2 separate regions of the Sus scrofa genome follow, and region 1 is linked to region 2. Evidence: chromatin contacts called from public Hi-C data. All regions are on one chromosome and are shown on one strand. The core of a region is the stretch at or near the end of the contact, and the rest is flanking DNA. Distances in the headings are between cores, read along the strand shown. Region 1 overlaps TPRG1 (tumor protein p63-regulated gene 1 protein). Region 2 overlaps LPP (lipoma-preferred partner).

What was found. Hi-C and Micro-C count contacts between places; a contact is called where the count stands out from the background.
Region 1: a contact with region 2 is called in a Hi-C map of embryonic fibroblasts, with 3 times the contacts expected there. The contact joins two enhancer-like sites. A contact is called at or near these places in 1 of 47 Hi-C or Micro-C datasets (embryonic fibroblasts) and 2 of 2 datasets of contacts at active chromatin or transcription factors (alveolar macrophages and skeletal muscle).

The regions. Positions count from the first base shown.
Region 1 is chr13:126,540,952-126,546,969 of Sscrofa11.1, reverse strand. All of the region lies in intron 1 of TPRG1 (tumor protein p63-regulated gene 1 protein), which reads right to left. Among named protein-coding and RNA genes, the nearest start is that of TPRG1, 14 kb to the right of the region's middle. Within about 2 kb of position 3,534, at least 6 of the 83 cell types and tissues checked have an H3K27ac peak or open chromatin away from gene starts, as enhancers often do. A contact at or near this core is called in alveolar macrophages and embryonic fibroblasts, where this site is marked.
Region 2 is chr13:126,026,850-126,032,200 of Sscrofa11.1, reverse strand. All of the region lies in intron 3 of LPP (lipoma-preferred partner), which reads right to left. Among named protein-coding and RNA genes, the nearest start is that of LPP, 250 kb to the right of the region's middle. Within about 2 kb of position 3,275, at least 5 of the 83 cell types and tissues checked have an H3K27ac peak or open chromatin away from gene starts, as enhancers often do. A contact at or near this core is called in alveolar macrophages and embryonic fibroblasts, where this site is marked.

The DNA of each region.
Region 1 (6,018 bases), core at 2,285-4,784, 510 kb before region 2:
TCTCTCCTTGGCTATGTTAGACTAGACTCAGACCTTAAACATCCTCGGTGTCTTACGCAATGTCTGGCACACATCAGGTACTTAAATATTTGATGAAAAGAAGAAAAAAAATAAGAAAGAGTGGGAAGAAAGAGGGAGGAAGGAAAAGAATAGAGAGACAGAAGGGAGGGAGAGAAAGAACGATAAAGAAACAGAAGGAGGAATGAAAGGAACTCTGTTTTCACAACTGAAAATCCTGCTGTAAATAGGAATAATCTCTCTTCCCTCTTCACAGATATGAAGAAGCCGTATTTATTTCACAGTTTCTCAATTAAGTTGCCCATTTGGATCTAATACGACATTTATTGATTCTTGGTTTTCTATTGATTCTGAAGAGGTCCTTAGGAAAATTTGATAGAAAAGATAAATAAGTGTACATACAGATAATAAAGTCTAGCTTACATAAGCAAACATTACTTAATTACATTCCTATTAATGCACTGACTCTGTAATGAATTTTGAGGCATTTAATTATCAATTTGACAAGATAATCTAGGGGTAGTTAATGATTATACCAGTAAATTGTTTTTAAAAATCACTGACAATTATTAAGTCTCGTAACAGACATCAAATTAACTTACTGGAGCTGTCTGGTTAAATAGACAGCAGTTAATTATGCAGTACTTACACAGGCCTCAGATTTTAATGTGCAAGCCTTTTTAATTGCGTAACGTCAAAAGTGTTGTGTAAGGGAACAGTTTACCCATGGGGAATGTTCCTATTCTTTGCAGTGTGACCACTGAACAAGCAGAAGCATGATCTGTGATGCTTAGCTTGGTCTGTCCCACTTTTCATCTTAGAACAGGAAGATAGAACTCCCTAAAAGAAACAAATGATTGTCATATGCGGTCGGGCTATGGGGCTATTCAAACTCTCTCTCAGAAGGAACTATGGAAAAGTGGTCAGATACAAATGTTTAGGATAATGATGGCAATATTGGCCACTGCAGGAGCTATAACTATGGGCCAGACACCATTCAAGGTACCTTATGGGGAGTATCTCTTTAAATGGACAAAAGACAGAAAATCCCACCAATAGGAATGTTTCCCTTGGAATGCTTAATGGAGGAGGAGGAATAAGAATTTACACATACCAGGCCACTGAGATAGCCTCATTGTAACTTAAAATGAGGCTGCTGGCCAAATGCCTGGAACCAGACAGAGAGCAAAGGTGCCAGTACTGAAGACATAAACCCAGTCAATGATCATTTACTTTTCACGGGTCCTCAGTACCTATTTTTCCAACTCTTCTCCAACCCAGATTCAGGGTTCCAGGAGACCTATATCTCCCAGATGGCTGGGCCACTTGTCACTTTTTTTTTTTTTTTTTGGCCACACCCACAGCATGCAAAAATTCACCGGGCAGTGATCAAACCCATGCTACAGCTGTACCCTGAGCTGCAGCAGGGACAACACCAGATCCTTAACCCACTTAACCACCAGGGAACTCCCTAGGCCACTTTTTATTTAATGAGCAGTAGAAAGGTGAGACTTTACAAAGCAACTTTATCCTAAAATTCATAGTTCCAGATTTGACCTTCTTTCTTGAGACTGACTTATTCACCCTATATTTTACCATCATCAAAACCCAAGTGTCTTGGGTCCTACTCCTATTAGCTGCCACACTGCAGTGACTGCTAACACAAATTAAATACTCAAGAGTATGTCTTGAGTTGAAATGCATTGAACTGAATAGGATTGGATTGGATTAGACGGGACTGCACTGGATTGCATTACATTAGACTGGACTATATGCATTAAACTAGACTGTATGGACTATATAGAACCATGTGTGGAAGGAGAACAGACTCTAAAACCTATGTTTCTTTACTTTTAGGCCAAGGCACTAATAAAGCAGCATGAGGCCTATGCACGGACTCTGTGGTCAAACTACAAAGTCCTAAATTCAAATCTCAGTGCCACCACTTACCAGCTCTGTGATGTAGAGTAAGCTCCTAAATCTCCTTGCACCCCCTTGAGTAAAGCTGGGACAATAATAGTACTTACTTTATAGGACTGCTATGAAAATGCATTCAATTACTTCTTGTAAAGTCTTTGGGATAATGCATGGCACATAGAATGCACTACAAAAGTAGTTTTAAAATAAAAATAATTTAAAAAAACTAAAGTACCGCTTTGAATTGTATTTTACTTTACATTTTACAAAGCCCATTTACCTATGGCAGCTCACATCACACTTGTACGGGAAAGATGATCCTTATTGATCCCATCTTGTCAATAAGAAAACCAAAGCTCATAAAAGCAAGTACAGATCAAGAAGTCAAGCAGGAGATTTCCCTTTATGGCTCAGTGGTTAACAAACCCAACTAGGATCCACGAGGACACAGGTTCAATCCCTGGCCTCGTTCAGTGGGTTAAGGATCTGGCATTGCCATGAGCTGTGGTATAGATCACAGACATGGCTCAGATTCTGTGTTGCTGTGGCTGTGGCAGAGGCTGGCAGCTGTAGCTCTGATTTGACTCCTAGCCTGCGAACATCCAATATGTCTCGGGTATGGCCCTAAAAAGAAAAAAAAAAGAAAGAAGAAGAAGTCAAGCAGAAAAGCAAAGCTCATAAAAGCAAGTACAGATCAAGAAGTCAAGCAGGGAGTTCCCATCGTGGCGCAGTGGTTGACGAATCCGACTAGGAACCATGAGGTTGCGGGTTCGGTCCCTGCCCTTGCTCAGTGGGTTAACGATCCGGCGTTGCCGTGAGCTGTGGTGGAGGTTGCAGACGTGGCTCGGATCCCGCGTTGCTGTGGCTCTGGTGTAGGCCGGCGGCTGCAGCTCCGATTCGACCCCTAGCCTGGGAACCTCCATATGCCGAGGGAGCGGCCCAAGAAATAGCAACAAAACAACAACAACAAAAAAAAAAAAAAAAAAAAAAAGAAGCAGGACCTAAATAATCATAGGACTTGAACCCTCTTCTGTCGTATTTAAAACATATTTTCAGTTCAGTTAAGTATGATATCACGACAGTTTTCATATGTAGTCCTGACTGCAGTGTATGCCATTAATCACCTGATAGGCAAGAGTTACGTAAAGGACAGTATCCTCAGTGGTACTGGACTAGGCTTTTTCTTGCCCAGTACCAGGCAAAGCAAAGGACTGCAGCCTGGACTCAGATGAAAGGTCTCTGATGTGGTGAGATAGAAATAGTGAAGGAGTCAGGAAACCTGAATTCTGGCCTAGACTCAGCCACTAGCTTTTGTCGTATTCAAAACAAACACTGATTAAGGGCTTACTCTGTGCCATGCACTGCCTTCATATCACTTAAACCTCACAGCAAACAGGGGGCATAGAGACTTTTATTATTCTATTTTGCAGATGAGGAAACCAAGGTGTAGAGTAGATGAGTAACTTGTTCAGGTCAAATTACTAGTATGTGTGATAATAAATCTTATTTGTCGAATGAGGGCATTGGACTAGTATGACCTCAAAGGTACTTTCCAACCCAGTCCATCCATAATTCAGGGAGCTCTTGCCTAATCCTCGCTCCTCTGGGGGGTAATTCTGTGGTTCTGGGCAGCTCGACGTCAAACCTCAGACATCTCAAGGCCTCCTGGGATACCAGGATTGAAAAACTGGTGAACTGTTGCATAATGTGGGATTTTCTAATCATCGAAAGAATGAAACTTAAGTGAAAAATAGGCAAAAGATAAAAACCCCAACTCTTCCCCAGCTTACCAATTTCATTGGTAATCATTTATGCATTTGTAAACATGAGGTTTATTCCATTTTTCAATTTTCTTTCTTCACTTATGTTTATTTACTATCATAAACATTTTCCCAATAATCATGGCTAAAAGTCTTCATAATTATCATGATTATTATTTTCATGACTACATAAACATCAGCAGTAACTATTTACATTTTTATAAAATATATAAATATATTTTAAATTTACAGTTATATTTACATATTTATAACAATGTAATAAATATTGGCCAAAATATTGTAATAAAATGATTCCCCCTGTTGCTAAATTATTTAATCAGTTTTTGGTGTATTTGCTATTTTATATATAGTGCTGCAGTGAACATCTTTGCACAGTTCATTCTCCTTATCAGGTATATTGTTTACACAGCATGCATTCCCCAGAAGGCAAGGCTAAGGCCAAGAGCAGACCCACATTTGTGGCTCATACACTCTGTAGATGGAGTGTGTAATGTTGATAGTGACCACAAATGGCCCTGCACTGTTAAAATCATGAGACATTGAGCAGTGAAAGCTGGTTCCAGATTGTGAGTGAATACGACTGGTTTTCTAAAGTGAACGAACATTAAATTAACAGAGGTTTTGAATACTGAATTTTTGGTGCTTGGCTCCACAGCAAAGCTTACTTAACTATCAAGAGGGAAAAGGTTTGTGAGAAGTGCCTGCAAGAAACAGACTTACAGGAATTAAAAAGATTTTACGAGAAGTTTAAAAAGATCAGACCCTCAAGAGAGTTGTACTCAGGAAACATAAGCAAACTAATTCTCTTGAACCTCACTTTAGTATTTTTATCTTAATACTAAAGAAATGTACTGCCACCACTGTCAGCTAGTCAGAAAAGGTGATATATGAATGCATATTTTTTAACTGATGACATTCATTTGCCAGTCAATGGGCCAAGTCCTTTCTTTAAGCCTCTTCCAGAGTTCCTTCTCATTTTTCTTCACTAAACCACCCATAATGTATTCTCCATTACTTCCAGATACAGGTATTTTTGTTTTTATTTTGGTTGCTTTTGTTTTATTTTTCTTTAAAAACTTTCAGAGTTCTTCCAGCTTTTAATTTTTTGTCCCTCCTTATGGTTGCTTCATCCTTAAATTAATGATAAGAGTATTTTTTAGGAATTCATCTCCTTTAAGCCTTTCTAGAGCAATTAATTTAATAGTCATTGAAAAAATCTCTTTATTTTCAAAAATGATACAAAAGGACTTATTTAAAAAGCAAACTCCCAGATTTCAAAACCAATCTAATGGTAACCCTAGAAGTTGTTGGGGGGGAAGAATTGGGAGGGTGGGAATAATACATACCACTACTGTATAAAATAGATGATTAATGAGAACCTAATGTATCACACAGGAAAACCTACTCAATAGTTTGTAATAACTTATATTGGAAAAAAGAATGTATATATTATATGTACGACTGATTCACTTGGCTGTACACCTGAAACCAATACAACATTGTGAATTAACTACAATCCAATAAAATTAATTTTTTGATTTTCACATTCATACTTCATTTGTCTGCATAATGTTTAAGTTATATAATTGTATTAATTAATGCAACTGTCATAAACAATTTTGAGTAAAAGATCAAATGACCCTTGGTAAGCATGCAACTCAACTGGTGGGAGGAGAGGGGAACCAGGACCCCACAGAGTAGCCTCACAGCCCTGAGTATTTAGTGTGCTAAGGGGATCTGTCATGCTTTACAAAAGGAAAGGTTAATGGTCAGTTAAGTGGAAGTTACATCTGAAGACTAATGAGTGTTCCTCAACACGTCAACATGGAAGAGAAGGACAGAAGGAGAGAATGAGAATTGAATTACTGTATCCTGAATGCAGAAGCATCCAAAGAAGATATACAGATGGCCAACAGTCACATGAAAAAGTGTTCAAATAATAATCACTAATTATTAGAGAAATGCAAATCAAAACTACATTGAGGTACCACCTCATACCAGTCAGAATGGCCATCGTTAGTAATTCTACAAACAACAAATGCTGGAGAAGTGGGGAAAAAGGGAACCCTCCTACACTGTTGGTGGGAATGTAAATTGGTACAATCACTGCAGAAAACAGTATGGAGGTACATCAGAAAACTAAATATTGAATTACCATACGATCCAGCAATCCTACTCCTGGGCATAAATCCCAACAAGGAGTTCATTGAAAAAGACACATGCACCCTATGTTCATTGCAGTACTATTCACAATAGCCAAGACATGGAAAACAACCTAAATGTTCATCAACAGATGAATAGA
Region 2 (5,351 bases), core at 2,026-4,525:
TAGTAGATTATCCATCTCCCTTTAAAAATAAATAAATAAATAAATAGCCATAAAACAACTTAAACCTATGAACAGCATAAATCAGGGATAGCTACTGCAAAAAACAATTACATGGGCAATTCCAAATAATCTTAATTACCTTAGTTTTGCCTTTACTATTACTCATTCTAAACTCTAACTTTTCTAATTTGTTTCCTCAAAATTTAGACTTGCCTAGGTTCCAAGAACTCCAACTCATTTATTCAGCTATGTCATATTTGCCCTAATCAAGCTACTTAATCTAATCTCAAGAAAGATCTAAAGTTATTTGTTGACCTTACCACACCCTTCTCCACCAAGACTTTTTATTCTATTCTATTTATCAAAACTATATGTGATTTTTTTAAAAGTCAACTATAATATACCACATAGACTAGTCCTATCAGTAAGCCTAAGAAACTGTGCTGAAAGGCAGTTCTTGGTACTTACACCTTTGCTTAGGAAAAGTAATTCTTTTAGAGAATTTTGCCATTCTCTATCTGCACTCAACAGCATTAAGTTTAGTTCTGGGCCCTGATAAACCAGGCTTTCCAGGATAGGCTGAATAAAATAATTAAAAGCTTTAGAACCCTACAATGGAAATAATAGGGAGGAGGACTTTCCTTTGCAATCTTCAAGGGCAGAACTAGGACCAGAGGTAGACCTGGGGTGCAGCAGGTTTCACCTGAATATAGTAAAATATCTTTTAATCCAAAAGAAATACAAGTGACCCTACAAATAAAACATATTCCCACCTCCACCATATGTTAAAGCCAAAGCAATCTAATGGCTGCCTGAGAGGACAGATCTATACCAGGGACACTGCTACCAAGACTTATGTTTTTCCAGAGAGTTGAGGGTTATATTTTGTTTGTTTTTTCATTGTGTGAACATATGTTTCATATCTCTTATTAAATGTGTGCATTTGGGCATTTTAGCTTTATTCCCCTGCAAAAGGGACCTTCTCCCACTGTATTTTCTAACCTGCTGTTATGCTTAAAACTATCAGTGTTTGTATATTTAATTTGAGCCACCTCAATAAATGTCATACTTATCATTTATTCAGTAAGTAGTCATTGAATGCCTCATTTGCACCTCAACCACGTTAGACACCATGAATTGAATGGTGACCAGCGAAGAGTTCCTGCTCTTGAGGTCAAATTGGCTAGTTGGCAAGGTAACTCTGATGATGCCTCCCTAGAAAAAACATTTGTTTAATTTGTTTTTCTGTTTGTTCTTCACCATTCCTTTCCAGAGACTCCTAACTCAAAAGTGGTTAAGGAAGAGGTCCTATTTAATGACAACTGGTTACCATTCAAGCGATGTGATCAGATTGTTACAGATTTTTCCTCCCTGAGGGCACATTTTTAAAACTTTAAGTACTAACTAAACTCCATGGCTAAAGATTATAAATTCCTAAGATTAAAAAATATGTCCACATTTTATGAGAGCAGATTTCTAATCAAAATAAAGACAAACTTTCCAAAAACTCAGAACTGTCCAAAGACAGAAAGGGCAGTTTCAGTTTCACACACTAAAAATATTCAAGAAAAGCATGAAAAACATCTTGTTAGACGTGATAGGAACTCAAGTATCAGAGGAGAGATTGGACTGTCTCAGTGGTTCTAAGACTTGGAAAATGTTTTTAAAAAAGAAAAGGTGCCTATCCTAGACCAATTATATTAGAATTATCTGAGAGTGAAGGCCAAGTCTCAGCATTTTTTTAAAGTTCCCCAGGTGATTCTTGCATGTCGTGAAGGTAGAGAACTACTGAGACATTTAAAGTCCTCTGCAATATAGCACAGGTTGTGTTCTAAAAAGTTTGTGGATTTTTAAGCCCTTAAGTAAGAGTACAACACAGCCATAAAGTGGCACAGGCTCTTCCACTTTAGGAAGGTCATCAAGGAGAAAAGCACTGGGCAACAATATTGCCTATAACAAGTCCAAGTTCTAAGATGTGCTCATGAGGGAGAAAAGCTAGAACTATCAGTAATTTACTGGATACAGACAGAGAAAGGGAGACACACATTTTGAGATTCCAGAGACCATTATTCCATCAAGGTCTCTATGGAATAGTTGTACTAAGATATGCATTTTAGGTTATTAGGAGTTCTTGCTTCTTTTCTTCCCTTTATATATGTTTTTAAACAGAACCCCCCCCCCCAATCACAATCTCAACTTTTGTAAAGTTGCAGTTAAGTTAATGAAATGTTTGCAAAATTCAGTGGGATTTTGGGAAGACTGGCAGGAGAGACAGCTTAGTAAAATTATAATATCAAAGCTAAGGCAGTGGCTTTGGTATTGAACATAGTTCTACCAAAGGCATAAAAAGCAAGGGTATAATAAGCTCATGGCCCCCACTGCATGCCTATGATTTCCAAGTACCATAAAATGCTAACACTATAACACCAGAAAACATCCTATTTTTAGTACTTGAGGTTGTTTTTGAAAATTGCCATGCCATTGAAACTTTTTTTTTTTTAAACTACATCTTTTCCATCCCTTCACATAATGATCATTGACCAAGATACCCTAGAGCCAAACGCAAACAGTGACAGCAAGGTTGGCAGAACCTGGGAAGGGAAAAGTCCACCTATCCCCTTCAGTGGCTCAGAGGAAGAGAAAGGTAAATGGGGAATAGAAAGGTGAGTACATTGGTCATGGCCAGAGTGAAAGCTGGCATTGGCCCCAAGAGAAAAATGCAGAAGTTCTGACTCTCAGCCCTTATTGCAAACCACCCGTCATTCTCACTTCCCCTGCCAGCAGAGCTGACTTTTGCCAGGGAGGGAAGAACTAGTTTCACAAGCAATTATCATAATAAGAAAAAAGGGTGGGGTATGAGGGAATCATAGGCACAGTGGATTGTTTTTTGACTATAAGATCACTGTCAGGCTTTCAAAAGAAATGAATTTGTTCCCTCAACGTTTTACTAGACCAGTTTATAATAAAAATCAAATCAGTAAGTATGACTTGCATTGATATAGCTGAACCTTCGACTCAGGAATACGAAAAGCTCCAGAGGATGGAGAGAGGCAAACTTGACCTGAACAGTTAAGTTGCAAAAACATAAAAGCTATCATAAAAGACACCACAAATGAGCTAGGGCAGGAAAGCAAATACGGATTTTCTACAGCCATTAATTGCCATATTACCATTATTATCATTACATAACACAGTAGCATATGGGCAGTATTAAATGGTGTATTTTCCAAAGAGAGTCTGGCCAACTGGGTTAGGCAATGGCCTCCTTGAATCAAAACCTATCGCTCCTTGAGGCTTGCATAGCTGCCTTGATTAAACACAGTGGCAGGCTCCACAGTTGAACGGACGATTCTTCTTTTTTTGAAGGGAGGTAGAATAGAGTAATTGCCAGATGTTTGCAATTTTAGCTATAAAAAGATGGCTGCTTTCCATTCCTGAGTATGTTGAATCTTTTTTTTTTTCTTTCTACCCAAGCTATTGTGGTTCACTAAAATAGGCCACTGCACTGATGAATCATCATTCAAAACTGCATTAATGGAAGCAGAACAAATATGACATTTTAAATTCACATATAAGAGGAATAAGTAAAAATGTATGGGTAATAATTACATGCCAGGCAATAGAAAGCATATTATAGTATAAAGGACTCAGGAATCTCCTTGATTGCTTTGTACCTGTAGAACCGGGTACAAGCAGTTTCATCACAGAACTTCCATCGCCTCAATAATCAAATGTGAATGAATATCTGTGTGGCCTCCCTCTCAGAGGAAAGAACCCATGCCTTATCCATCTCTATGCCTCACCTTATAAATGCACTGCCCAGAGGAGATGTGCAAACAAATATGAACATGTTATCAAAACCATATATTGTGATATAATTGTGTCTACATGTTATATTGTACAGTCATTGCATTTTTTAATGTAATTATTAGAACCCCCACTTCCATCACCACCAAATTCTCAGTTCTCTTTTTAGACTCTACCTCCTAATATGGCAAGAGGAAAAGGGAAAGCTGGCTTTCATTTAACCAACATTGATATAAATGGCTTGGGAGACTGGTGACCTCTAAAACAGGGGAGGTTATCTTTCTTAATGAGTGGAGTTAAGCATCTCTTTGAGGATCTGATGACATATGGACCCTCTCCCTGAAAAAGTTATACACATAGACCAAGAGTAAACACAATTTTAAGAGACTGGCTAAATTTCAAATATGAATCCCAGAGATGAATAGGACCCAAGATAAAATTCCTAGCAAATCAATTAATTATTTTCCTGTAATGATATAATTACTAACATCTCTAAAATCTCTCTGCCTCATTTGATAATCTGGAAAACAAAAAAGACTTTTTAAATTAATAAAAATCACTGGTTTACTTTATAGTTTTCATTACATAATGTTCACTTACATTATTATCTATAATACTAATTCAATAAAAAAAAATGCTCCTTCTTTGGGAGCTCCCATCATGGCTCAGCAGTAACAAACCCAACTAGCATCCATGAGGACTAGGGTTCCCTCCCTGGCCTCACTCAGTGGGTTAAGGATCTGGCGTTGCCATGAGCTGTGGCGTAGGAAAGTAGCTGCAGCTCCAATCCAACCCCTAGCCTGGTAATGTCCATGTGACTCAGTTGAGGCCCTAAAAAGCCAAAAACAAAACAAAAAAAAAAAAAACAAAAAACAAAAAACAAAAAACAAAACCCTCCTTCTTAAAGAGATACCATAAAAATGAATCCTTTCTTCTTCTATATTGATATAGTTCAAGTAACGTTTCTCTCCGAGAAAGGTGTTTTGCATTCAGAAAAAGGACCTATCAACATAGTATAATTTAACAGGAATAAAACAAGATAATCCTAAAGTGTCAATTAGCAAAGCATTATCATAGAATAAAAAAGGATAAAACCAAGGTGTTTTCAAAATTGGCCAACCATAGTTATATTTGGACAATTATGATTAAAAATCTATGGATGAAAAAACTATGAATTATTACTCCTAGGGTTAATATTCACACTTTAATTTTAATAATAATAATAGCAACAATAAAGATGGCAGCTTCCATCAATTTGACCATTATCTTGTGACAGACACTCTGCCAATTTATTTGCTTAATTTTAAAAACAACTCTTAGAGATATATGTACCTCTATTTTAATGTAAGAACAAATTGAAAGAGCTTAGGTAGCCACTTAAACTAGTAAGGCCAAATTCCTAGAGAAGTAAAGGGTAAAATCAAAACTTGAACTCAGATCTACCTGAGGTTAATCTACATCCTGCCACCCCAATACCTCCCCTCTTTTAACCTTCTGATCTGGTCCTGGCCCCAAGAAACTTCAATTAAACCATCTGAGAAGTT